2 separate regions of the Pan troglodytes genome follow, and region 2 is linked to region 1. Evidence: chromatin contacts called from public HiChIP or PLAC-seq data. All regions are on one chromosome and are shown on one strand. The core of a region is the stretch at or near the end of the contact, and the rest is flanking DNA. Distances in the headings are between cores, read along the strand shown.

Region 1 (4,283 bases), core at 103-2,602:
TGGCATCATCATCTACAGATGGATAATATCTAGCTTAAGCCAAAAATCCAGAATTTATCCTTGCTTACTATTCTTCATCTGCAAGTTCCTATCAACTACTTCTAAAACATATCTCAATTCCAGTTCCTTCTCTACATGTCCACTTTCACCAAACTATTATGGTAGTGTTTTTCTCCAGACTTCTACAGTAGTCCAACTGGTCTTTCTGCTTCTGTTTTTTGCGTTGCAACCGGAGAAATTTTCATACCTAAACTTTGATTCTCTCCCCTCAACACACACCTACTTAAAGAATTTGTCAGTTTCTAAATGTTCTTCAAATAAAAAGGGCTCCTAACAAATCTACAGCGTCTACGTGGTCTGGCTCTACCTATCTGATATTTTGGTGGGTGTGTGGGGAAGGTTCTTCTCATGTTTGTCTTCTAGTTTTCATTAATATCTGTCTCTCTCCTTTTCCCCAACCAATGTGGGATGACAGCAGATTGCTGGTATACTGCTTACTGCTGTATCTCTAACATTTATTTAAGTGGCAAAAAGAACTGTAAGAGGAACTCTCGTTCTCCAGACTGTAGCAGCTACATCTAGCATAAAACCTCTCTTTAGAATCCTCAAGGCCCTCTCTGTATGGGGTGAGGGGTACATTCCTGACCCTCCGGGGATGATCCCTGCCTCACTCCATTCAGAATCTAGGCAGAACAGTGGATTAGAATGTAGACCCCAAGTCAGAACACCAAGGGTCAAAACTTAGTTCTTCTACTTTCTAGCTGTGTGATTTAACCTCTTTGTACATCAGTGTCCTCAGCTGTAAAATAGGGAGAAAAGTACCTACACCTACACACACACATACACACACACACACACACCCCTACACACACACACACGCAATAATTTATTTATTAGGTTACCTCTCCCTAGAGGCTGCCATTTCTGCGAAATGAACCCTGGCAGGGGCCTATCCGTCTGCTAAATGCCTACTGATTCAAGAAAAAAGTCTGAACTCTCAACGTTTTGCCCCTTAAACTGAGTTCTCCTCCCTACAATGGTGTCTAATGAGTTGACAGAATAACTGGCTAGCTTTATATTTTACCATCTAAATACTGTAAGAACATACCCGGTATTTCCACACCCAAGTTCTCCTCCTTGCTATTCAGGCCAATTCACTTTCCCAAGGCCAGGGATTAAGAGCCGCGCGGTCAGCTCCAGATAGCGCTCGCCGCCGTGCGCCCCGCCCCGCCGTGCGCCCCGCCCCGCCGTGCGCCCCGCCCCGCCGTGCGCCCCGCCCCGCCGTGCGCCCCGCCCCGCCGTGCGCCCCGCCCCGCCGTGCGCCCCGCCCCGCCGTGCGCCCCGCCCCGCCGTGCGCCCCGCCCCGCCGTGCGCCCCGCCCCGCCGTGCGCCCCGCCCCGCCCTGTGACGGTCCCAGCCCGCACATGCGCAGTCGTGAGTCCTCTTGTCCTTGAGCGTCAACCTTCTTTCCCTGAAGTGGCTGGGGTTCCTGTTTCCTTCTTTGATTGACAACTGGTGTTAACCCTCGCATATCTCTGGGCCAATTTTTGCTTGTAAGTGTTTCCGGAGACCGCGCCCTTCCCCGAAGAAAGAGTCTTCGAAGGGTTGCCGCTTTTCCGTGGCGCAGTTCTCGCGAGAAGGTGACTTTCTTTCTCGGTATTTCCTGGTTTCCAGAATCCTTAGCGCGAGGCGGAAAAAATATTTCTCCCAGCTTGTGTTGATGCCGCGATTTTGACTGAGACTTCTTCCCACGATTTCTGTTTTTGCTTCTCCAAGGAAAATGGCAGCTCCCGAGCAGCCGCTTGCGATATCAAGGGGATGCACGAGCTCCTCCTCGCTTTCCCCGCCTCGGGGCGACCGAACCCTTCTGGTCAGGCACCTGCCGGCTGAGCTTACTGCTGAGGAGAAAGAGGACTTGCTGAAGTACTTCGGGGCTCAGTCTGTGCGGGTCCTGTCAGATAAGGGGCGACTGGTAAGGGTGCGCCCCTCCGGAGTCTCCCGGGAAGGCATTTGGGAAGTGACCGGGGAGGGGGAGCGCTGACAAGAGTAAAATGGAAACGAGTGGGGAAGATGGACTTGTGTGATGAGAGCTCCCCCATCCTACCTCTTTTTTATCAAAATATCTGCTCTGCGAAGTGGAGTTTTAATCGGCTCGAGTCTGGATTAGTCATAGCACTGCAGAAAAGGGCAAGTGAGAACGACAAAGCAGAAGAATGGAAATTAGCTTAGTTATATTGAGTTTTCGGATCCATCCTGAGAGCCTCACAACTTTTTTGAATTTGGGGTTATTTCTCCTGGACTCAAGAGTATTCTTACAGATGTGCATCAAGGGATTTTTTAAAGTCCTACTTCATTTATAAGCCAATGTTAAATCGTTCATTAAAATAGAGGAGAAGCTACATTGGTGACTTGCGTAAATTAAATGCAGAGTTTCAACTAGAAAAAGAGGCTTTTCATGAAAATTTCCCGATGGCATCTTTTAGGGAACAATTTTTTAGGGCTGTTAAGAGTACCTGTGTAGGAATTTACACAATTACTTTGTTTTGCTTTATATCCAAAGATGTTTTAGATTTCTCTTCATTAAAATAGGAATAGCGATGGTGCAAGACTCAGTGGTTTTAAAGTTTCCCTAGGTGATTTTAATGTTAATGTGCAGCCCAAGTTGAGAGTTACTGAATTAGAAGAAAGACCAATTTTGATCAGTTTAAATGTCACTTATGCCCGCAAATTAAAAAAAAAATTATATATGGCTCAATTTAAGTACATCAGGTCATCGTGTATCAGATTAGACAAAATTAGAATGTGCGATATAATTATTAAAGTAATTTTTAATAAGCATTGACCAGAGCTCTTCCTTAGCATAGTGATTCTTTTACTGTTGATTTGTGTTTCTTTTCTGATGGTTTTTAAAATCCGTATAATTTATGTTTAAAAATAGACTTCTCCCATTGAACATTATTACAAAGATAAAGCACAAAGGAAATATGCACCTTGAAGAATGATTTCTCTGTTGATGAATGTTTTTAAACTACGCATTGTTATGTATAGAGGAAAGTTTAAAATCTTTAGATCTGCATAAATGAAGGAAATAAATTTTTAGTTAGTTAAAAGTGACCCTCTGTGTAGAACAGGTCTTTAAACTCTTGGTCTTTTGAACTATTTGCATGTGTAAAACGTGTGTCTTTATATGATAGAGGTTGCATAGCTTTCATCTCAAGTCTGACTCAAAAAGTATTGAAAACCACTGGACTGAAATTAGTAATCAGTTAAATGGTCTTGAGTTTTCATCCTTTCCCGTGATTTTATTAACATGTCACATTACTCCACTGGTAAAATGTCAGATTTCTTTGTGAGAAACTGAAATTATATTGGAAGTAATTTGTACCTTAACTCTGTTTCAGAAACATACAGCTTTTGCCACATTCCCTAATGAAAAAGCAGCTATAAAGGTATGACTTTTTCTTGACGATTAAAGTTGTCAACAGGATCCTTTTATACAATCTTGGTTCAGATAATGTTTAACTGTGGTTTTTAAGAAGCAAAAGCGTTTGTATTCCAACAGTTTCCCCAACAGACTACATTTGATTTGTCAGTTGGCAGATCTTGCCCAGTCCTTTAGTAGATTATCTATAAAGAAAAACTAACTGCATATGTAATTAAAATAACAATTTCTAAATGATTTAGATTGATAAATATCTCTGTGACTGTTACAAGGTAAGATGTTTCAGGTGTTAAAAGGAGAATATACATTTCTTTATAATGCCAGGGAATCATTCACAGGAGGTGATCTTTTAGCTAGAAGTCCAATGATTAATTGGATTTTTTCAGAAGGAAACAAGTGGAGATGGGCCTTCTGGGCTTGCAGAACACCAAATAAAGCTGTGAGATATTGGAAGTTATAAGTGGAGCAGGAGCTAAGGGTTGAGATGGAAATGGAACTTGAAAAATAGATTTGAGTCTGGGAGAGAGGTATTGAGTTTGGTTTAGTAGGTGGACACTTGATACTTTTGAGCTGGCTCATAATATGATCAGGCCTGTTAAAGATATCTGGTATAGTTCATATCATGGATTGGATGCGCAGAATTATTAGAGGTAGGAGACCAAATGGAAGGCTGTTATAATGGCCAAGGCAAGAATAACTATCTGAAGAAGACAGTAAGAAGACAAAGGGGGAAGTAAATATATATTCAATAGAGATCGAGTTTGTAGGTTTTATAATATAGGGGTTGAGAGAAAGAATAGTTCAGGATATTTAGATTGAGGATTGAGTTATTTGGGTTGTT
Region 2 (4,314 bases), core at 445-2,944, 420 kb before region 1:
TTGACCATTTTTATCTCCCTTGACCCAACCTCGTCAGTCACCCTCCTTCCTATCCCCCAGCTTCTTTCTGCACTCCTCACAAAGCTTGCTTTCTACTCTAAGCTGTCTGGGCTCCCTGACCTCCAAAGGCTTTCGCCTGCCAGTCGATTCTAAGGCACCTAACGGACCGCTCCAGCCAGATGCCTCTTCGGGAAAGGGCGGGGGAAAGAGGGAGGGAGAAGGCGGAGGGGAGGAGTGAAGTCGCTCTCCCTCCGTGGGTACTGACAGGGTTGCAGACTTCCGAGCAGGTCTGGCCATTGAATATTTGGTGGTGCCACGTAGGAACTGTTCCTTACCTCTCCCCTCCCACCCTACCCACACCGCCTCCCCTTCCCTCCCAATCCCTAGTCCTCCGCCCCCACCCCATTTGCTTGGCGACTTTCATCATTCTCCAAGAGAACTGCACGTCCAACCTGCAAGAAGAAGCGGAGGGGTGGGGTGGGGGGAGTCACTGAAATTCAGGGGAAAGTGTTCTCCCTATCTTGAACCTATTCCTAATAATCTGCCAATTTTTGTCCACTTAAAATAGATTGACCCTCCCCCGCCCCCCAAACACACAGAGTGTTCCTAATCTTCTAGATTCAGCCCCCTGGTTTCTCTTATATCCCCAAAACTAAAACAGCCTGCTTCTCACTTGGTTGCAGACAAAGAACTTTATCAAGGTTCATTTTATACCCTTTATATTTTCTCCTCAGCTCACCCTTAAAAAGATATTCCCATTAGTTAGAATCTGAAGAAACCAGATGTGTTCCAAGGGCAGTCTAAAGACTGTGCCTCAAACAAAAGCTTTGTATAACTGCCCTTGTGTTCAAGGTAATATTTTTCCTCTTTTCAAAGAGGCTGGAAAGTGGTGAAGGGCATTTTCAGCAGGCTCTCCTCCTGACAGATCTTTTTTTCCTGCTACCTACCTCCTCTCCCTTTATTGTCCCGCCTACATTCATCTCTTTCTCCAGTTTCCAATTCCAACCTGGTAGCAGCTACAATCTGGATTGTATTTAAGGGAATTGCTTTTTTTTTTTTTTTTTCCTTGAAGAGCGGGGAGGAAGGGTAAAGTGGGGGGAGGGGCGCAGAAGCAGTAGGACCGACGGCAATCTCCCACCTCCCCAAATCCATTTTTTCTTACCTCCTCTGACCTCTCTAGCTTGGAAGAGGAAGGTCAATGCGAGGGTTGTTACGGTGAAATCCCAGAGCCACCGTTTCGTTTTCCACCTAGAGGACCACGGCTCCATCTCCGAACCCCGCACTCACAACTGTGAACTCAACCCACGAAATTGCGACTGCAGACCAACTTCGTCCTTTCCAAGGTATCGCCGGGGATGTTTGCTACACAGCCATTGGGGAGGGAGAGGGGGAAAAAGTCAAAGGGCTTTTTCTTCTAAATTTGGTGGTTTGCGTTCTTCGCGTTTCTAGCCCTTTCCTCTCCCTCTGAGTTGGCCCCACCGGCCGGGACCCTCCAGCCGCGACCCTCTGATCCTTCCTCTGCCGGGCCCTGCCTTCAGAATGAAGGCAGATGAGGGGCTTCCACCAACAAGCTGAGAGTACTGTGTGCCCCTAAAGGCTTCATGCCGTCAGTGGGCTGGACGAGTGGCTCCGGGCAGCCCCCTCCTCCGCCCACTCCCCTCCCTGCTCCCAGCTCCCCCACCCAGGGCGAAACTGACAAGCAGGCTGAGGGTCAGACCCAATCACACGCCTCTGGGGCGGCCCCAAGCCCGCCCCCGCCTCCCTCGGCCCAAGAATGAGGACTCCGAGCAGGCCCAGCCCACCAACCACCCCCCATCTCCCCACTCCTCTCCTGCCTCCTCGCCTACCAAATCCCCGAGAAAAAATGGGAGGGAGTTACGGGGGACGCGTGCTTGGCTCCAGCACTTTGGGAATGAAAGGAATTGCAGGAGAGCCCCAGAGCACACGGAGTTTTCAAGGAGCTTCTGTATTCAATAAAAACAGCTACTTGTCTACTTGCACCCGTCTGTTAGCCTCTCGCTGGTCGGCGGGAGAGGGGAGGGGTCCAGCGCCTGATCGGCCACACCGCTGGAGTCCTGGGCTGGCAGCGGTAACCTTATCCTTGTGCAAAAATCTGCTTCGTATGGCAGACGTGGAACCAGTGGACTCCTTGCGCTGCCTACTCTGAAAAGTGTTTTTATTTTTATTTTTTTAACCCAATAATTAGAAGAAAGGAATGAAGATGGAATGGAGGGACCCTAGAAGTTAAAACCTAGAGCATGTAGGGAAGTCCTCTTTGGAGATCTGAAACTGACAGGTTTATCTCTTAAACGTTTAAATTCAGCACTAGGTTCATTCAGTGGCTTTCCTCTTAAAAGAGTTGAACTGTACTCTGAGGGAGAAGGAGGAAAAAATTTATGGGAGCTGACATTAAGAGGGTGAGTAATTTAATTTTCCAGCTGATTCTGTTCTGATCCTGGATGAGGGGGTACTGAGGAGTGTGTAGAAAAGGCGAGGAAAGCAACTAGCAGAAATCTCCAAGAGGCTCGGCCCACAGCTCCTCATTAAGGGCCTGGCCCTGGCCCTCAGCCTCAGGAGCCAAAAACGTGGTCACTCCACAGTGAGAGTAATGAAGAGGGCAGGTTTCTAAATTCCCTCTCTACTTAACCCATCCTCAAAGTAATCCTCTTACACCTGGAATATAGATTCCCAAGTCACTTTTTCCACGTTAAAATCATTCCATTCTATTGACTCCTTTTTGTTCGTTAATAATTCCTAAGATGTTTCTCTCAAAGATTTTCTGGAACAGTGCCCATCAGGGTGCCAGCATACATTAGCCACTCAATAGAGATGGGTTGGATGAATGAACACATTTTTCTGTTGACAAAGACTAGAAGCATTGGCCAGGGCCTACTTTGAGTATTTAAGTCATTTAAATGCTTAAAGGCCCTCAACTAAGTTTACTGGGTACATATGTTCAATTCTACAGCTGCCACTAATCTTTAGGAACTCAGTTTTCTATTAGTCATCAAAATATGCCTCATGATCTATCAGATTATATCAAATCTCTTCATGCAGTTTAAAATTGGAAGAAAGGTGATCAAAGACTAGATCGAGCCCTTATAGGGGTATAACAGCATGAACAGAGACACATAAACTGAAGAAAGCAACTAGAAAATACCTTCAATATAAATATCACTCTCCATAACAAAGAACTACTCCCTTATCAAGAAGCTATCTCTTAGATCACAGGTAAAAAAATACTTGACATTTGTAATGCTGTTGGCAAAATGTTTGGGATGCCTCATATCAGCTGCAGAGAAATATCATCAACTAGTTCTTCAGATTACAACCTTAAACTGTTGGTTAAAATAATTTAATATCATATTGCATTTGAACCTGAAATGCACAATTACAAATTAAGACCCTTACAGTAAAAATATATGTATTTACCATCTTCATTATCCCTCATCGTCTCACAGATGGAAAATTTGTATATATTGGCTGTGTCCAAACTTGTGTACAAACTGATTTTTCTGTCGAATCTTCGGATATTTTAAAAATTACTTTTTACATCTTCTCTCAAATGTAAAATAGTGAAATGAATGCAAATTTAGAAATACGTATTTGTGAAGCTGCCAGAATTCTAAATCAATTCAATAGCCAGAGAGAGTTACGGTGCTTGTAGCAACATGTACAAATGGTGTTCCAAATTGTCTCTTAATAGCTCTCAAATTTATTGAGAGTTCTGGGGCCTGATACTGTTCTAGAAGGTGAGAAATGATGCAGTCAATCTAGCAGTCCCTACTTTCTGGTCACAACTCAGACCTTCTCACTGCTGTGAAAGGGTCCTTTCAGGCAAAGCATCTTGGGTGAATAGAGTTATTACCACCTTATGCTCTCTGTACTTTGTGGTCTGAATTCCTCTGGCCACTGCCCAGCTAGGCATAATCTGGGTCTCAATGAATGCCTCTAGAAGGAAACATAGCAAATTCATGGTGAGGAATAATTATATCTAAGCCCTGTAGCCTGTTGCTAGATGCCAGATCTAGAGCCTCCCTAGGAACCAGCCCATGGATTTACAGGAGATTAACTCAGTGAAAGAAAGGATAATACTACACAACAATGGGAGCAGGGGAAGGCCAGAAGAGAGGCACCTTAGCTAACTTCAACTTCACACAGGGGAACTTCCAATGGCATCATTTCCTGGGCCATCTTTCAACCAGTCCTTGCTAATTGTTTATGTGTAGATTCAAAATATAATAAAACAGGCAGTTTTCCTGACATAAGTCTTTAGTTTGAAGCACAATCGGTGATATTTTCCTATTTTGTCAC

The links. HiChIP or PLAC-seq counts read pairs in DNA pulled down with a chosen protein or histone mark.
Region 2: a contact with region 1 is called in an H3K4me3 HiChIP or PLAC-seq map of stem cell-derived excitatory neurons, with 4 times the contacts expected there. The contact joins the promoter of COL11A1 here to the promoter of RNPC3 in region 1. A contact is called at or near these places in 1 of 7 Hi-C or Micro-C datasets (stem cell-derived neural progenitor cells) and 1 of 1 datasets of contacts at active chromatin or transcription factors (stem cell-derived excitatory neurons).

What each region holds. Positions count from the first base shown.
Region 1 is chr1:127,638,127-127,642,409 of NHGRI_mPanTro3-v2.0_pri, reverse strand. It overlaps RNPC3 (RNA binding region (RNP1, RRM) containing 3), which reads left to right and starts at 1,352. Exons shown (of 16, transcript XM_063798879.1): 1 at 1,352-1,640; 2 at 1,777-1,972; 3 at 3,402-3,449. The coding sequence starts at 1,781. It also overlaps LOC104001770.
Region 2 is chr1:128,059,548-128,063,861 of NHGRI_mPanTro3-v2.0_pri, reverse strand. It overlaps COL11A1 (collagen type XI alpha 1 chain), which reads right to left and starts at 1,694. Exons shown (of 67, transcript XM_001140143.6): 1 at 1,163-1,694. The coding sequence starts at 1,268. LOC129144171 (a long non-coding RNA gene) reads left to right here and starts at 1,258. Exons shown (of 3, transcript XR_008548328.2): 1 at 1,258-1,343.